2 separate regions of the Anas platyrhynchos genome follow, and region 2 is linked to region 1. A link is a contact called in public Hi-C data. All regions are on one chromosome and are shown on one strand. The core of a region is the stretch at or near the end of the contact, and the rest is flanking DNA. Distances in the headings are between cores, read along the strand shown. Region 1 holds the start of SLC4A9 (solute carrier family 4 member 9). Region 2 overlaps PFDN1 (prefoldin subunit 1).

Evidence for each region. Hi-C and Micro-C count contacts between places; a contact is called where the count stands out from the background.
Region 2: a Hi-C map of subcutaneous adipose tissue shows a contact between it and region 1, with 2.1 times the contacts expected there. The contact joins the enhancer-like site here to the promoter of SLC4A9 in region 1. A contact is called at or near these places in 6 of 8 Hi-C or Micro-C datasets (F1 follicle, liver, skeletal muscle and 2 more).

The regions. Positions count from the first base shown.
Region 1 is chr14:11,611,790-11,617,636 of IASCAAS_PekinDuck_T2T, forward strand. SLC4A9 (solute carrier family 4 member 9) reads right to left here and starts at 3,412. Exons shown (of 21, transcript XM_038186248.2): 1 at 2,055-3,412; 2 at 197-357. The coding sequence starts at 2,332.
Region 2 is chr14:11,662,226-11,668,257 of IASCAAS_PekinDuck_T2T, forward strand. PFDN1 (prefoldin subunit 1) reads left to right here. Exons shown (of 4, transcript XM_027468158.3): 4 at 1,939-2,158. The coding sequence ends at 2,022. CYSTM1 (cysteine rich transmembrane module containing 1) reads right to left here. Exons shown (of 3, transcript XM_013100909.4): 3 at 3,202-3,691. The coding sequence ends at 3,585. Among named protein-coding and RNA genes, the nearest start is that of CYSTM1, 21 kb to the right of the region's middle. Within about 2 kb of position 1,851, at least 2 of the 8 cell types and tissues checked have an H3K27ac peak or open chromatin away from gene starts, as enhancers often do. A contact at or near this core is called in subcutaneous adipose tissue, where this site is marked.

The DNA.
Region 1 (5,847 bases), core at 2,162-4,661:
AGGGTTAGCTTAGCTCCCTGTGCTATCCCAGCCACGGGGCTCTGCCAGAGAAAAGCCCCCTTTGCTGGCCTGGCAGAGCCACTTTGGCTACCCGGCAATCCTGTGTCACGGCTTTCAGTGAGGGATCTCCTGGTAGCCTGGCCCCTCTCTCAGAGGGAGCTCATCCTCTGAGGAGACCTTTATGTTTCCCACGTACCAATTATTTCCTTGACACTGTGGGCATCCAGATCCAGGAGCACTGTCCCCTTCTGCAGGCATGTCCTCAGCTCGAAGAGGCTGTGCAGGGGGAGGGCTGGGATGTGGGGCATGCTCCAGCGCTCCCCTCCATCCTCCACCTTCTCCTCGAACTTTATCCACCTACCCAGGAAGAATGACAGGGTCAGTGGCACGAAGTGGGCTGCTCTGGGGTCCCGTGCCCAGCAGCAGGAGCTGCAGATCCCTGATCTCAGCATGGGGCTAGACCAGGTGGGATGGGGTTTTGGGGCCCGGGGCTGGCAGTGTGGGTGGCTGGTGGCAGGAGCAACCCGGGCAGGTACATCCCTACCCCTGCCACCTCACACCTTGCTCCGAGTTCCTGCCTGGAGGAATTTCACCCATCCCCGTAGCTACCAGTGCTCGCTGGCAGTCAGAAGAGACGTGTTCTGAGGCATTTACCCTGAACAGGCCGTGCCAAATATTTGCAGCCCAGCACACACAGAGCTTCCCTTTGTCCCACCAGCACGCGGCACGGTGCGAGCGTGCCCTGCGGGCCCAGTGCTGGCCGTTCCTCCAGGCAGGCCCAGGAGGGGCCCATGGTGGCTGAGGCGGAGCCTGGGGCACAGCCATGCTGGCAGAGGACAGAGGAGATCCCCCAGCACACCCACTTTTGGCTTTTGGGCAGTGTCACCCATTTCCCCTCCATACCCTCTGGCCCCCGCTGCAGCCGGAGCCCCCTTTCGCACACATCATCCCTCCCATGCTGTGGAGGGGTGGCATGGAGAGGGGACACATCCTGGCCACACTCCTACCCCCACCAGCACACGGTTGGGCCTGGCTCCTCTACCATGGTGCCTCAGCCCCAGGGCCCCATCCTCCCTCCCTGGCCTGAGCTCCAGCTACTCCTCCGCTCCCAGCTCTCCCCCTCGGGTTGTTTCTGCCTCCTGCTGCCTCAGGCACCTGAGCCCTTTCCACATCCTGCTCCTTCCTTCTCCCTATGTCCCAGGTCCACCCTGGCAGTGCTGCCCTATGGCCAAAGCATTTTTCCAGGCCTTTCTTCCATGCTCTCGAAAAGAAATCAAATCATCTCCCAGGCCTTCAGGTTGTGTGTGCAGGGATCAAGGCCACAGGCCTAGCCCCCGTGCTGGGCTGAGACCCAACTCCTCCACGCTGTCCCAGAATTTTTGAGGAGGGCAGCACGCCCCCATTTTCACCAGCAGTTTCTGAGAAGGTTGCAGCCACTTCTCGGGAAGAGCTGCCCAGTGTTGCTGGACTGCTCGTGGTCTGCACCCAGGCTTTGCCCCTGACACCAGTGCAGTGCGGGGTACATCCTTCTCCCCAGCTCTTCTACGACACTTACTTTCCCCGTGTTCCCACAGTGATCTTGCTGCTATGCTTTCAGTTCTGCTTCAGCTTCAGCTGTGCCAGGCCAGTGCTCAAAGACAGCGAGCAATGGAGCACTGTCCCGTCACCAGCTTGCAGCATCGATGCTGAGGCCATGGAGAGGCAGGAAATGGAGAAGCAGAACTGAGGAAATACTTGTGTCAGCACTGTGCAAAGGCAGGGTCACTGTCTGCACCTTGCCTGACACTGTGTCCTCACGGCTGGTGGAAACTTTCAGATGAAATGAGTCACTCAAAATTGGGAAGAAGAATTTCCTGGAAGGCACAGCACGGGCACCGGAAGGGGGAGAGCAAACCGAGCATCCCTGTAGTTGAGGACTTTACATGCCAGAGTAAGGCAGGAGGCTTGCCCAGCAGACAGCTCAGCACTGCTGGAGCACCTAGCAGTTTAAAGACCATTTCACCCTGGGTTCCCCAAGCATCACCAGCTGGCCCGACCACAGCACGAGTGCCTACCTGGCCATCTCTTTCCACTCCAGGCCTGCCGGGGTGCTGAGCAGCTCATTGAGCTGGATGAACAGCAGCGGACACTTTCTGTCCCCCACCTCTTCCTGTTGCAGGATGGCACGGACTCGTTCTGCTGCTGAGGAGATGCTTGAGGCAAAGATGCTGCCGCTGACCACTGGGTAGAGGACATCGGAGCTGCTGCTCGGGGTGTCTTCGTGCCTGAGCTGTGGGTGGGCATCTGCTGCCTGGGGAGCTGCACTGTCCGGCCCAGGCACTTGGTCTGTCATTGTGACCAGTGACTGGGAGCCACGTGCACCAGCTCTGCTGGGTGCTCACTCTTCTGGAGCTGCTGGCATCTTGCTCATCTCGCCCTTATAAAAGCTGTGAGCCAGTTCAAACTGGCCACAGACTAACAGCCAGGTGCCAAACCCCAAACAGCATTATCAAAATACAGTGGCCAGCCCTGAAAACCTTGGTATCACTGGCTCCCACTGCTCCTAGTCACCAACCTGGGTACCCCTGGGTACCCCAGGTCTGCCACCAGCTGCTTTAAACCTGGGCTTGTGGGTGACACGGCCCATCCTCACCCACCTCGCTTGCTGCTGGGGACAATGGCAAGAGCCAGATAACCATCATGATGACTTTGTGATTGCTGCAGTGAGGGTGAGATTGGGCTTTCCTGGTTAAATGCCAGAACCCACCACCAACACCTGTGCCCACTCTCCTCACGGTGTGTGGGAGGAGGGAGCACACGGCCCCATGGCAGTGTTTGCTGGGGAGGGGGATGTGGCACCGTGTCTTTCCCTTGCTGGCGTGGGGCAACAGGGATGTGCGACAGGGAAAGATGTGTCACCGCTGAGGAAATCCAGAGTGGGGCAAGAGGGAGCCTCTGGCAGATGAGGAGCTGCTGGTGGACTACCGGCAGAAGGTGAACAGTGCGTCATGAGTGGCGACAAGGGCCATCACGGCGTGCGTGGATGTCACCATGGGATGCGGCAGGCGAGCGGATGTTGCAGTGTGTGCAAGGAGGAAGGATGTGGGGACATCTGTACAGCCCTCCTGGGCAGAGGGAGCTGGCACAGTGAAGCCACAGCCAGTGGAGACAGAGCCTGTGCCCCGCTCAGTGCTTCTCCTTCCCATCACTGCTCCGCCAGCGCAGGAGGAAGGGCCCAGCCCTCACTTGTCGTAGCAGCAAGGGGCTGGTCGGCCTCCTTGCACCACCATCGACCCACTCTCACCATGCCCAAGCAGCTGTTAGCAGCCCACCCTCCTCTGCAAGGACAGCTGGACATCCCTGTGCCTTGAGCTGGCCACGCCTGGAGAAAAGCTGACGGCAGGGAGCGGTGCCCTGTGCTGCTGCGCCAGGGCAGGATGGAGACAAGCCTGCTGTGTTGCCACAACATGCAGCCCTGCCTGCACGGAGCGCACTGCCGTGGGGTTTTGCTACTTTCGTGCCTTGCAAACAAACAGTCCCGTTGTATACAGTGCAAATACCACAACATGCAACACAAACAGCCCAGCAAACACTGGCTGTTTGTACTGGAACCAGTCGGTCTGTGCAGGAGTTGGTGCTGGGAGCAGCCTGGAGCAGCGCCAGGCACCACCATTGCTGAAGTCACGTTTCAGGGGAGCACGGGTGGTCATAAACTTGGGCCCCAGTGCCAAAGGGGCACACGATGGCCTGTGCTGTGCTGGTATCTGCTCTGCAGCAGCTGTAGCTTGGGCTCAGTGGGCCAGGAGCTGAGGCTAAGGCCATGGTGGCTCTGGTCCACAGCGAGGCACTGGGATGTGTGAGACCCTCTGTGCTGAGCAGGGACAGGAACTCTTTTTGCTTGTGCTGCTCAGCCTCTCCTGTGCCTTCCCCAGGTAGCTGTGACAGGTCCTGCACTGGTCCCCATTCCCCATGTGGCACTCAGTCCCACCCCAAGAAGGGGGTTTTGGTCAAATTGGTCAAAAAAGGTCATCTTGTTTTGGTCAAATGTCTTTTTCCTACTCCTCATCCCCCCTGTTCCCTGCACACCTCCCAGCCAACCTCATTATCCCAAAGCTACAGCCACATCTGCCTCGTACCTACCCACTGCCCTGTGCCTGCATCCCATCGGTCATTACAGACCTCCAGCAAACCAGGTTTGCTCTGGCACCAGCAGCTACTGACTGGGGCTTCCCACCTACCAGGCCCATCCCCAGCCCCTTGGGGGCTGCCACGCATCCCCAGTGCTCCTTGGGCAAAGCAGGAGGCCGTGTCTGGGAGCAGCAGCTTTAGCAGCTCACCCACACCCCCAGGCTGTCCTGTTCGAGGGGCAGCGATTGCCCACCTGGCTCAGGAGACACTGGATGTCCTCTCTGCTCTGCTCTGTTCCCTGCCCTCATCGCTTCAACCTGCTTCTCCCGTTAGGTACCAAATTCTCACTTCTCCCTTTCAGTTTAACGCTGATCCTTTTCTCTCGCTTCTCTGCTCACTTCTCAGCCACATCTCACCCTGCCACATCCCCAGGGATCCAAGCACTGCCCTCAGGGCTGGAGCCTGGCACCCACGTCCCCCAGAGGCCCTCGCCACGCCAGCTGTGCTCCGTGTACCTGCCGGGTTGTTTGCCCTGCGATAGCAGTGTTTTCCTAAGGAGTGTGCCAGTGCACCCGGATGGTTTGCAGGTTACCAGCCATGCAGCAGCTTTCATTCGGCCTGCGGAGAGCCACCTACGTGTGCAGCGTGGAAAAGCTGACCTGTGGTTTGCTTCCAGAGCAGAGGTGAAGACAGGGCATGTGTGCAAGCAGGATCCCAGCCTGCAGTGCCTGCCCCTCCCCAGCCACTGGCTGCTGTGCTGCCACTGGCAAGAAAAGCGTGGTAATAGGGAGAGAAAACTGTGTTCGCCCTTGGATTTGCTTTCTCTCCGCCGTTGAACACAGACCTGCAAGGAGAGGAGTAGAAAGGGATCTGTACGCATCTTGCCCAGGGTATTCGATGGGTCTTTGAGCTTGACCTGCACCTCGGTTCTCCTGGAACAGCCAGCTTTTCTGCCAGTTTTCTTCCTCTGTTTGCAAAAGGTCTTTTCACACAGTGGCTAGAGAAAAGAACAGTTGGAAAAAGAAAAAAAAAAAAGTGTTTGCAAAGCCACTGGAACTGGCCCAGGCCCAGGCCCAGGCAAAGCACCTGAAACCACTCTGACCCTGCTGTAACAGGCTGGCAGCGTTTGCCCGGTTCCACCAGTAGCATGGGTTGATCTGTCTTGAGCAAGAGTCACAAAGCCGCTTCCAGGGCACAGCAACAGCTTTATTGACCTTTGATCATTGATCTTTGACTTATTGATCATTGGGGCATTCATGTTTCTGCATCCCTCGTGAGGGTGCTGCTCCTACACAGCTGCTGCTCCTCCAGGGTGGTGCTGCACAGGAGCAGATGGAGCTCTGACAGCCCTAGAGATGTGGGGCCTCAGGGCTGGGAGGCAGCCAGCACACCGGCAGCACAAGGCAGAAAGGGTTTTGGGCAGAAAGGCTTCCTGGGCTTTAGAGCAGGAGAACACAGTGTCCACGGGAACAACAGCCAGCAGAATATATTCATGCCACAGGGGCTGCTGGTTGCTGCAGGCAGGGGGAGGCACGGCAGCTAAAGAGGTGCATTGCCTGAGAGAAGGAAGCCAACAAACACAGACCCAGGGGCACAGGTGGAGGATGCCAGGATCTTCCTGAGCAGGAAAAGAGAATTAAACATCCCCAGCTGCTTTGCTCCTGGGCAGGCCTGGCCAGCGAGGCTGCCTCTGAGCTGAGACACAGCTTAGTCAGGAGACCTGTGAACTCAAACCCAGCT
Region 2 (6,032 bases), core at 601-3,100, 49 kb after region 1:
GTAGGGTCAGCTGTGAGGGGATGGATGCAGAGTGACGGCAGCAGGGCCCTATCACGTGCTTGTGGGTTTCCCTTCTGCATTCTGCATCCCAGCTCTGTGTTTGTGCAAGAACCATTCAGGAAGCTGCCAGGGGAGCATTGACTTTGGCATTTTTTGCAATCTGGCAAAAATGGGGCTCACACCCAACTCCCTCCCTTTGCCCACAGCCATTGGGAGGGTGCTGCTCAGCGTGTGCTTTTGGTGGCAATGTGTGCCGTTTCCACATCACCCCTGAGTGGCAGAGTGCTGGTCTGCTTCAGCAAGGCAGTGGCTGGGGGTGAGCACCCCGGAGCAGCGTTTTAGCCCTTTTGTTCTCCCCCTCTGCAGTTTCCCATGCATGGCTGGGCAGTGCTGAGGACCTCCCATGTCCCCTGTAGCTGTTCTCGGCTTTCAGAGAATCATTCAGATTGGGAAAGAGCTCTGAGATCATCTGGTCCAACCTTTAACCCAGTACTGACAAGTCCACCACTGAGCCATGCCACCAAGTCCTACATCTCCACGTTTCTTGAAGACCTCCAGGGCTGCTGACTCAACCGCTTCCCTGAGCGGCCCCTGCCAGTGACACAAAACACTTTGAGTAAAGGAGTTTCTCCTAATACTGAACCCAAACCTCCCAGGTGCAACTTGAGGCCGTTTCCCCTCCTCTCCTCACTTGGATGAGCTTTGTTGGGTTTGGGAGGGATCATTCATATCACACCGGGTTCCTCTGCACGTGTTTAGAGGTGGTTCGGTGGAGCCTGTGACAGGATGCTCAAGGCTGAGGCTCTGTAATGTGAAAATAATCCTGCCCATGGTTATTTTCACCTTGCTCAGCCCCAGGACGGGGATGTACCAGGTGTGAAGGAGCATTTGCTTAGGCTGGGGCTGCCACCACCCCGGGGAGAGCTGTGCTGGGAGCTTCGCATCGCAGTGATCCCCGCTGGGCTTTGTGGAGGCGAGGATGGGGGCAGCGAGCCCTGCACCTGCACGCCCTGTTTGCAGGCAGCTACAGGCTGCGGAGCCCTGTGTGAGCCTCGGCAGGTGGTTGTGCAGCCCAAAAGCTGCTGGGTGACCCCTCCATGAGCCCGCCACCGGGGAGCCTGCCCCGGGCTTCCCCCAGCCCATCAGCAAGCACTGGAGTGGCGATTTCCTGGCACACAGCAGCAAAGTCCGGCAGCACATGGACAGGGCTTCTTTCTGAGGGCCTGGCATCCGTGGGAGACTGTTGTGTCTGTTGTTTGGAAACCCAGAGAAAATAGTCAAGGGAGCCAGTTGCAGATTTTTCCAGTCACCTAGGAGAACCCAGACGAGCAGGAAAAAATGCTGCATGGTGAATTCCTATCTTGGGATGCACAGCTTTGGTCTGCTTCCCTGCCAAGCCTGGACTAATTAAAGATGATTAAAGAAACACATTTTGTGATGATGGCAGGGAATTTCTGAACATGCGGCAGATAGAAAAGAGGGTCTGGTTTCTGAAAACACCCAGCTGGGAAAAAAGAGCCTTTTTTAACCTGAGTGTGAAAGGGTTCTGGTGCGGGTTGCTGATAGCATAAGCAGGCTCCAGCATATTAATTTATCTCTGGGCTCCAAACTTTACGGGGTGTGATTTCCGTTTCTTCGCTGCTACATTTGATGTCAGACACTTTGTGCAGCTCTGCTGTTGAAATAATCCCACAGCTCTGAGGAGGAGGTCTCAGAGGGAGCAGAATTCAAACTCTGTGTAAACATTGCCCAGGCAAGAGAGATTCAATATTAACACTTCCAGGATGCCTCTGGAAATGAAAACGGCTCTCGCTTTCGGGGCAGCACGCCGTGTTGTGTGCGCCCTCAGCAGGCTGCTGGGGGCTCTGCCCTGATCGCTTCCCTGTGCTGCTGGTGCCAGGCTGGACATTAACTCCCCTCTGGGTTTCTGCCTTGCAGCAGAAGAAGTCGTACCTGGAACGAAGCGTGAAGGAAGCAGAAGATAACATCAGAGAGATGCTGATGGCCCGGAGGGCGCAGTAGCTGCGTGGTTCCCGACAGGCCTGCGGCACCCTCTGGGTGATGCTGGGCAGCTCCGCCGGTGCCGCTCACCACTGCGGGTCTACGTGACGGCTGCTACTTGGCAGTGTTAATAAACTCTACCCCACAGCCTGTGTTAGCTCCTTCTCTCTGCCTCTGTGTTGCGCAGCTGCTGCCTCCCCTGCTGGAGTTTACAGTAGGTGGTAATAGGGCTCGGGGTGGGTGTCCCCGGGGAATCCTGCTTTCCTCGCACCCCGACAGACACGGGGTGCTGCTGGCTCTGGGCACCCCTCGCATCGTGTGGCTGCAGTCAAGCTCCTGACCTGTGCTGGAGCCGGCTGGCAGGATCAGGCTGTCAGGAGCTGCTCCAAATCACCTCCACCGCTGCCTTTTGGTTGCTGCCCCCTAAACCTCCCATAGCAAGTCCTGGGCCAGCCTGAATGACTTTTGTCCCTGCATCCTATGACATGTTCCTCCCTCAAGCAAGCGACTCCGTAGTCTGAGCTGTGATGCACGTCACTGGGTGTCACACCTGGATGCTGGGGCTGCAGTTTCACAGGAGCAGCCCTGGAGGAGGGCCCAGACAAGGTGCTTGGACCTTGCTTCGGTTCCTGCCTGCCACTGGGCCCGTGTGGAGCTGGGCCCAATGAACATGGTGCTGCTGCTTGCTGGTGGGCAGGATGGCTCTGCCAAGCCCTACAGCCCTAAGCAGAAGTCCAGGAGGTGAGTGCGTGATGTCTGCCCTGCTCCATGTGTCCATCTGCTGGGCCTGGGCACGGAGCAGGCTGGGTTTGGGCAGGGGAGCCCAGTGGCAAGGGTGGCCTCGCACAGAGCTGGGGCTGAGCTTCACCCTCGTGCCCAAGCCCAGTGCTGGCCTAGCCTGGCACTGGGGAAGGCTCTGCCCAGGCTTGCTGGGGCCCTGGTGAAGCCCTCACTTCTGCACCACATGCCTGATTCCCACCCCATTGCCTCAGGCAGCTCTTCAGCACTAAATTAATCCATGGCTTTATTTACTGTCACCCATCTCTTTACCCTTACCAAGCTGATGCTCTACAGCATGATGCTGGAAACACCCAAGTGGGATCAGGCCTCCTAACTGCTTGAAGCCAGGTCCATCACTGCTGCACCGCAGTCAGTGCAGGCAGGAGGCTGAGAACAGACAGTGATGGGGGAAGCACACTCTCTACAGGACAGATTTATTGAAACAATCGTGACCTAGCAAAGAAAATCAACTGTTGGCTTTAATTGTTGCATATATCTTCATTTCTAGGACTAGGAAAATTTCAACTGATAAATATACATTTCATCAGAATGCCTTTGGCTGAAATACACCACGAGCACATTCTTCAAAGTTACAACAAAAGTCTTAGAAATGTTAAAAAGGGATTTCCCTTTACTAAAATAAGGAGTGCACCCCCCACCCCAACAAGGCGCTAGGACTGACAGACAGGAACTCTTGGCTGTGCAAAGCAGAGCGTTGATTACAGTAACAGAAAGGAGTCGGGAGAGGAGTGGGGAGACTGCATAGCACTCAGTAAGAGGTACGAGAGGTGGCTTCGGCAGAGTCAGGTCAGCATGTCCCAGAGGCAGCAGCAGCAGAGCGCGGTCCAGCACGCCGTCAGGCAGGCGCTCTCGCCTGAGTCGTCCCTTCGCCGCTCCTCCACGACGTACACTGCAGGGACAAGAGAGCTCGGTCAGTCAGGGGCCCGTCGGCTCCCCGGCATTTCTGGTGGGTTGCCCATGCCTGCCCGAGGCCGAAGGGGCAGTTACGCATCCCCCAAGGACTGCAGCAGGGAGCTGATCCTTGACGGGTGCCTCCACTGATGCTCAGGTGAGTGCGTGCAGGGCACGTGCGGAGCTCCCATGATGGGTCTGACAGAGCCTCCAGCCGTGGTTTCATCCCAACAGCAGCAGCAACCCACAGAGCCCCACTCACAATAACGACGGGGTGATTGCTTACCATACACCATTGGGGCAGAACAGGCTTAACTTAAGAAAAAAATCATTTAATTTATCATCAGTTAAAATAAACGTGGGTAGTGAGACAGACAAACATTAACACAACACCTTTCCTCCCTTCCTCTCCCAGCCTCAATGTCACCCAGGTCCCTGGCCACTGGTGGGTGCAGGAGGACTGGGAGGAGGAGGCTGCTGTCAGCACACTGCAGTTTCTCTCTTTCACTCCCTTCTCCTTGCACTTTCCTGCGGCCTCCCTGATTTCTTTTGCTCTGTAAGGCTTTGGTGCTGGGTGTGCTGTCCCACTGCCTGGGTAGTTTGGGCTTTTCTCCCTTCGTCACCTTCACGGCCCTTGGTTGGCCTCTCTCCAGTAGCTCCATGTCCCTCATGTCCTGGGGAGCCCAGAACTGGACCCAGCACTCCAGGAGTGGCCTCGCCAGTGCTGAGCAGAAGGGAAGGATCACCTTCCTCGACCTTCAGCCAACACTTGGCCTTAATGCAGCCCAGAACACTTTGATCTCTCTGCAGCAAGGACACATTGCTGACTCGTGTTCAACTTGGTGTCCACCAGGACCCCCAGGGCCTTTTCTGCCAGGCTGCTCTCCGGCTGGGTGCCCCCAGCATGTCCTGGTGCCTGGGGTTGTGAACATCAGTGGCTGCTGAATGCCACCACCAGAACAGTGTCTGCGGTGATGGAGAGGACCAAATGGCATCTGCTTATGGTGTTAAGGAAGAGCAAACTGTGCTCCAGTGGGGGCTCAGGTCCACCACTTCTTGGAGTCCCGGTACAGAAAGAACTGAGGAGCTGGACAACATCACATCACTGACACGGAGCACGGCCATGGACACGCTGCTGCAGTTGCCATCAGATGTCAGATGTGGTGCTCCAGGAGGAGCCGGTCCCCAGAAAAAGAGGGAAAACCAGAGGAGAAATGCCAGCATCCCAGCAGTCTCCTGCCAGGATTTCCTGGGGACAGAATGAGCTGGGAAGTCTGTCCCTGGAGGCTGCAGCACATTGCTTGCCTGCTATCTGGACACCAAGAGGCGTTGTGAGCTCACTGTATACCCTATATCCTACCTTTAGGATCTTGAACTCCACTACCTCATGGTCACTGCATCCAAGAATCTCATAATATCCTAAGCTGGAAGCCAGCTATGCAGATCATTGAGTCCAAGGCTGCCTTTGATCTCCAGATACCCAACAAGTTCTTTGTTGAGCATGAGATGGAACAGAGCTCCTCTTGCTGGCTCCTCTGTCACTTGGAAGAGTCTGTGTTCAGCACCAATCTCCAGACACCTCCTGCAGTGCTTATGCCCCGCCGTGCTGTCCTTCTAGCAGATGCCAGGGTGGTTTACGGCCCCGTGAGGATGAGGGCTTGCAAGTGTGACACTACTGCTACCTGTCAATAGAGGGCCCCATGTGCCTGGTTTATGTGGTCAGGTGGCCTGGAGCAAACACCCACTATCCTGCCACCTATCCCCATCTTCCCTTTAACCCTAAACCATAAACACTCAGTTGGCTCTTGGTGATTTCAGTTTGCTTTTAGTTCTCACTGCCCTCATCTGTTACCAATAAGCCATAAATTACTTTAGTTTACTGAGCCTGGTTTGACCATGTCTGCAATTGGTGAGCGATCTCCCTGTCCTTATCCCAAATCATGAGTCTTTTTTTTCCTCCCCATCATATTTTGTCCTTTTGAGGGAGGCTGAGGGAGTGGTGCAGTGGGATGGAGCTGTCCAGAGTTGAATCGCTGTATCACAACAAGATCACAGCCCTGCAACTGCACATGCACGTCCAACTCATCTTGCTTCTTCCCCATACCTCATGCTTCAGTGTACTTGCATATGAGAGAGAAACACTAAAAAACACCTGTCCCAAGAGCTCCAGGATTGGAACAGAATGATTTGAAGAAGCACAGGTGGGTTCCTTGCTGCTGGCTCACTTTCATGCACAAGAAGAATTACAGTTTCAGCACAACGAAGGTAACAAGAACCTTCCTGCTCTCAGGTCTGCCCAGGCTGCAGGGAGGAAAGGCTGGACCGACACCCAGGGCAGT